Linked DNA regions of Sus scrofa: region 1 is linked to region 2. Evidence: chromatin contacts called from public HiChIP or PLAC-seq data. All regions are on one chromosome and are shown on one strand. The core of a region is the stretch at or near the end of the contact, and the rest is flanking DNA. Distances in the headings are between cores, read along the strand shown. Region 1 holds the start of SCAF1 (splicing factor, arginine/serine-rich 19). Region 2 holds the start of PPP1R15A (protein phosphatase 1 regulatory subunit 15A).

What was found. HiChIP or PLAC-seq counts read pairs in DNA pulled down with a chosen protein or histone mark.
Region 1: an H3K27ac HiChIP or PLAC-seq map of alveolar macrophages shows a contact between it and region 2. The contact joins the promoter of SCAF1 here to the promoter of PPP1R15A in region 2. A contact is called at or near these places in 1 of 5 promoter capture datasets (liver), 1 of 47 Hi-C or Micro-C datasets (heart right ventricle) and 1 of 2 datasets of contacts at active chromatin or transcription factors (alveolar macrophages).

The regions. Positions count from the first base shown.
Region 1 is chr6:54,683,944-54,686,643 of Sscrofa11.1, forward strand. SCAF1 (splicing factor, arginine/serine-rich 19) reads left to right here and starts at 1,394. Exons shown (of 12, transcript XM_003127346.5): 1 at 1,394-1,825. The coding sequence starts at 1,769. It overlaps RRAS (ras-related protein R-Ras), which reads right to left and starts at 771. Exons shown (of 6, transcript XM_003355998.3): 1 at 581-771. The coding sequence starts at 733.
Region 2 is chr6:54,170,776-54,173,475 of Sscrofa11.1, forward strand. It overlaps PPP1R15A (protein phosphatase 1 regulatory subunit 15A), which reads left to right and starts at 1,263. Exons shown (of 3, transcript XM_005664689.3): 1 at 1,263-1,499; 2 at 2,212-2,700. The coding sequence starts at 2,221.

The sequences.
Region 1 (2,700 bases), core at 144-2,643, 510 kb after region 2:
GGGTCTGAGGGGGTCTCCCTGAGGACAGGGGTGGGATGGAGTCCTAGATGGATCTCAGGGGCCAAGTCTGGGCATAATTTCTACTTTCTGGTGGAGGTCTCTGAAGGGGCTAAACAGCCAGGTTGGGGTAATGTCAAGGGCATTCTCCCAGTTACTGAGCGGCTCAGAGGGGAAGCTGAGGTCAGGGATTTGGGAGAGGTAGGGCTCAGGGTGCGAGGAGGTGGCCCCGAGCGGGGTGGGGGCCCATGAGAATGCTTAGGGTCTAAATGGGTTGACTCTTCTGGATTTAGGGTGCTCCCAGGAGGCATCCAGGGTCAGGTCAGCAGAGGAGCGGGGCTTTGGATACTTGGGGTAGGGGTGGTGGGTCTCAGGATACAAGGACAGGAGGAAGGTCCCTCATGTAGGGGGTGGAGGCCCTGAGGGGCTCAGGGTCACATCTGAGGGGACATTTTTAAGATTAGAAAGCCTCATAAGAGGGTCTCAGTGATGGATGGAGGGGAAGCCGGAGTCTTGGGGATCCCGCCAAGGGCTCAGGTCTGGGTGGGTCCCGGGGGCACCCCCCGGGGTGAAGGTCCACTACCTGGATGAACTGGATGGTCAGCGCGCTCTTGCCCACGCCGCCGCCGCCCACGACCACCAGCTTGTGTGTCTCGCTGGGTGGGGGGTCCCCGGGTCCCGGCCCCCCGCCCCGGGGCCGCCCCCGCCCTGTCCCGGACGCCGCCCCGCTGCTCATGTCGCTGCCGCTGCCGCCGCTACCGCCTGGGGCGGGGGGGGGGACCGGGCGGGGCCTAGGGGCGGACCACGTTAATAAGGGTACTGCATAAACATGAGCTCCAGCAAGAAGGGCTCCTTACTTGGGACACTTAGAGGCAGGCAAGACCTGGGAAAAGGAGGAGCTATGCTAATACGGATAGGAGTACGGCTGTCGCTGAGAAGGGGAATTCCGAATGGGGCGGGAACATGCTAATGAGAGAACTGTGCTCACCCCGAGCAGCGCCACGCGCTCTCGGCTGGCGGGCCGGGGGGGCGGAGCCATGCTAATAAGAGTTCTTATTCTCTTCGTAGACGGGTCCGGAAAATCGTTCGGGGTGGGACTATGTAAATGAGAAACCCTGTGTTGCAGCTAGCTTCTCAGGGTACCGTCCCCGAGGCCTTGTTCTAGTAGGCGGGGCTTGAGTCTTGCGCACGCGGCCGTATATAGGCGCGCTCTGAGGAAGGAGCGAGTCCTGAGGGGAAATTAACCTCTGTCCTGGGACCCAAGCCAAGCTCCCGACTCTGGCATCTGGGTTGGGTGATGGAGGCTCCGCCCGCTACGGGACCCAGGCTTCCGGTTCCCGCTGTCCCAGCCTAGCGGAAGACAGACTGGGAGGGGAGATGGGGCCCTGGAGGGGGGCCAGCGGGTAACCGGGAAGGGAGGGGCCGTGAGATCACTGCATTCCTAATTCATGAGCCAGCTCGCCCAAGCGGGGACGCCTGGGTTATGAAGGGTCTAGGGTCAGGATTTCCGAGTCTTGAAGGAGGAGAAAGCCCAGGACCCAGACCCCTGGGTCGCAAGGAGAGATTGTGACTGGAGGTTTGGACTCCTGGGTCCTGGAAGGAGGAGTTCTGGAGGTCCTTGCTTCTAGATTGCTGAGGGCCCGGACTCATCGGTCCGAGGGCTGAAGGAGCGGGGGGACCCAATATTCTGGATCCGAGGGAATTGGAATGGGGTACCCGAACCCCTGTGTTCGCGTAAGGCGTTTGAGACCAGGAATGGTCTGAGGGAGGCATGAAGGCCCGACTCCTGGATCTAAGAGGAAGGAGGGCTCGGACTTCTGAGGGAAATGTGAGTCCGGACCCCTCGGCTCTGAGAGGAATCGGATTTGGATTTTTCTGTTGTAAATGAGGAGGAAGCTGTAGGGCCGGGCTTCTTGGTTCTAAATTTAGAGAGAACTTGGGCATCAGGATTCTGGGATCCCCAGAATGTGGGCGGGGCAACTTCCAGCCAGTCCTGCTTCCCCCCCCCCCACGGCTCACTCCGCGGAACTACAACTCCCTTGCACCTGTCAGGCTGAGCGCTCTTTACGGCACTTCCTTTTCCGCTGCTCTTTCCGCGCGCGTGCAGGGCACTATGGGGCTTAATCGCGCGCTACCGCAACCCCGCCCACTTCACCCCTCATCCCCTCGCAGTCCCCGCGCGGCGGAGGCGACGCGCGGACTACGTCTCCCGGCGTACGTCGCGCGCACCCGGCCCATCTGCCCCGTTGACTGCTGGGAAACTGAGTCCGAAGCCTTCCCACCAGCCTTCACGGCACGGTGCTCGGTACTTGAAGTCCCGGCAAGCTCGGCGGCGTTTTAGCTCCTCCTTTCTCCTCCCTTTGCTCGCGAGCCCCGCCCCAGCCCGCCCCGCCCCGCGCCGGGGCCGGAGCCGCAGCCCGAGCGGCGGGGTAAGATGGCGGCGGCGGTCCGAGCGGCGGGGCTCGGGCCTATCGGGGTGGGCGGGGCGGAGTCGGGTCGCTACTTGTCCCGGGGTCCTCCCGACACGCCGCGGGGCCTGGAGGGCTTAGCGGGTCGGCCTTGGGCCCGGTAGCGGCGGCGGAGCCTGGCGCCGAGCGGGGGGCCTTCTCGAGGCCCCGGGACGGGTCTGGGGTGCCGGGGGGCATGGACCGGGCGTCTCCTAGAGGACTAGGGGCGTCCACAGGACCTGGACCGAGACTGAAG
Region 2 (2,700 bases), core at 13-2,512:
GAGGGGCTGGGGGCTGGGGGCTGGGGGCTGGGGGCCACCCTCCCACCTCCACCCCACCCATCCACCCACACGCTCTTAGGTCCCTGCTGGACCGGGTCCCATCAAGGCTGAAGCTGGGATTCCTACATGTTTGGAGAAGAGGAGCTGGGCCTGGACTCCAGGACCTGAGGGGGCAGGTTGTGATCGGAAGCCTGGGTGATTGGCGCCTTGGGAATGGAAGGGAGGGGTAGGGGCTCAGACTACTGGGTACCTGACAAAATGTGAGCCAGGAGTCAGGACTTGAGAATGGAGCTGGGGTCTGGAGGTGTGGCTTGCAGTGGATGGGTCCAAGTCCTCCAGAGAAGAGAGGGCGGCCCCCAGATTGCTGGGTTCTGGCAAGAGCAGGGTCAAGTGGCCAGTGGCAATCTCCACCTCAGATCCAGGTGAGAACTCCGGTCTAGACTGAGGATGATGCCCTCTCAGGAGGGAGGCCTGGGTCCTGGGCGTATTTTGAGGTACAGGATTGCAGACCAGGTTGGTGGTGGGGTGCCAGGGACTGAAACCATGTCCTTAGGCCTGGAATTTGGGGCAAAAGACCGCCCCCCCACTCCCTTGATGTTGGTGATACCCAGCTAGAATTTCAATTTGTGTAAGCGGAGGTTCTGTATAAATTTGAAGTAGGTGGAGCCTAGGAGTGGCGCCTTGTGCCTGAGATAGGCACGGGATCTGAGGTTTTGGTCCAGTATTTCTCACCGCGTATTTGTTGAGCACCTACTATGTGTCACGCAGGCAGTGAGCAAAGAAAAGCGCCTGCCTTCAGGGGCCTTACACATTCTCTTTCTCTTTTGCAATGAATATAGACTCCGCTGTGCCCACCCTTGGGCAAGTGATTTCATGCCCAAGACTCAGTTTCCCCATCTGTGAAATGGAAATAATGATACCTTCCCACACCGGATAGGAAGCCGACTGGACTGGAGGGTGGAAGACTCTAGCCTGGGGCCGGCTGGCTAAATTGGGGGCGGGGAGTAACGGCGTTTGCCTGGAACAGAGGTTGAGCTCGCGCGCTCAAAACCTAACCAGTTCATGAGTTTGATTGGCAGCTCGCCTGCTTCAGGGCGTGGCCACGCTCAGAAATACCGCCGTGACGTCATAAAGTCCGGAATCTCCGCGAGAAGTCCAACCTTGTTTTCCGTTTCGTCCATCACGATTACGATTCGAAACCCCGCCTCCTCTCCTGACGTCACCACGTCCGGCTGCGTTTGTGTATAAAAGCGCTGAGGACCGCGTCAACCCTTACGTCCTAAGTGGCTAGCCGGTGTGTTTGTATTTGTTTCTCCGTGTGACCTTGCGCCCATTCGTCGTGACAACGCTTGCAGCAGCCGGTGACAATTTGAGTCCCCGAGCCCGACGCCGGAGGGCGAAATGAACGCTCTGGACTCCCGAGCTGTCCGGAACTGCGATCGCTTGTGGCAGCCCCAGCCGACGCTCCTGCCCCCAGGGTGACGCGCAATCCCGAGCTGGTGAGTTGAGGGGGTCGGAACATCTAGGTTCCTAGGGGTTTGGGGGCGGAGGACTAGAATCCTGGTCAATAACGAGGAGGGAGCTCGAACTTCTGAGTTCCGAGATAGGGGTGTTCGGAGCTCGGACTCCTGTGCCCTAAGGACTCCTGGGAACCTGAACTCCTTTTTCTGGAGAGGTGGGACGAGGCCGGACCCGAGGGCTCGGACTTAGGCAGGAGAAGGAATTGGGAGCTTAGAGTCCTGAGCCGGACAGAGGAAGAGTCTGGGAGCCAGAAGGCACCATCTAGGGATCGGAAGTTTTATGTCTTGGAAGGAGGAGAATGGTGGGCGCCTAATTTTTCAATCCTCAGGAGGATGAGAGAGGCAAGGGACAAGGACTTTGTCCCCAGAGGAAGCAAGCAGAGGACCTGTGTTCTTGCTTCCTGGGACTAGAATTTAATGGGTCAGAGAGGAAATGGGGCTGGGAGCCCTTTGGGCTAAGGAAGGAATGAGTGATGATCCAGACTCTTGGGTGTTGAGAGAGGCTGGGAAACTAGGGACAGAGATGGGTGTGGCTGGGATGAGAAAGGAATGTGGGGCGGGGCCTCTCTGGTTGCTGTTTGTGTTACTATTCGTGTTACTATTTGTGTTGCTATGACTCAAGGTCACTCTCTGATGCTATTCCCTCCATGGCTTCTAAACTCGTTTCCTTTTTTTTCTCCCTTTTCCCCAGCAGACAAAGATGGCCCCAGGCCAAGTGCCCCACCAGCCTGCCCCCTGGAGGGCTACCCACTCCTTTCTCCTGTCCCCGCTGATGGGCCTTCTCAGCCGGGCCTGGAGCCACCTGAGGGGCCCAGGCCCTCCAGAGCCCTGGCTAGTGGAGGCAGTAACCAGGGCAGACGCGGGAGAACCTGGCCTGGAGGGAGACACAAAGGCTTCTCTGGCCACCCAGCCACAAGAAGAGCCTGGAGAGAGGAGAGCAACTGAGGAGGATGAAGAAGCATCCTGGGGGAGCTACCCTGACCTGGAAGCCAAGTGTTTGCTTTTGGAAACCTGGGGACTTTCAGATGATGAGCGTGGTGGGGAAGCAGCAACCCGCGTCCCTAGAGAGCCCGGAAGTGAATTTATGGATGGCCTTCCTGCTCCCCTGTCCCCCAGCCTTCTGATGAGAGCCCAGCAGGACGTTCCTGGGGAGGAAGAATCTCAGGAAGAAGCAGTTACT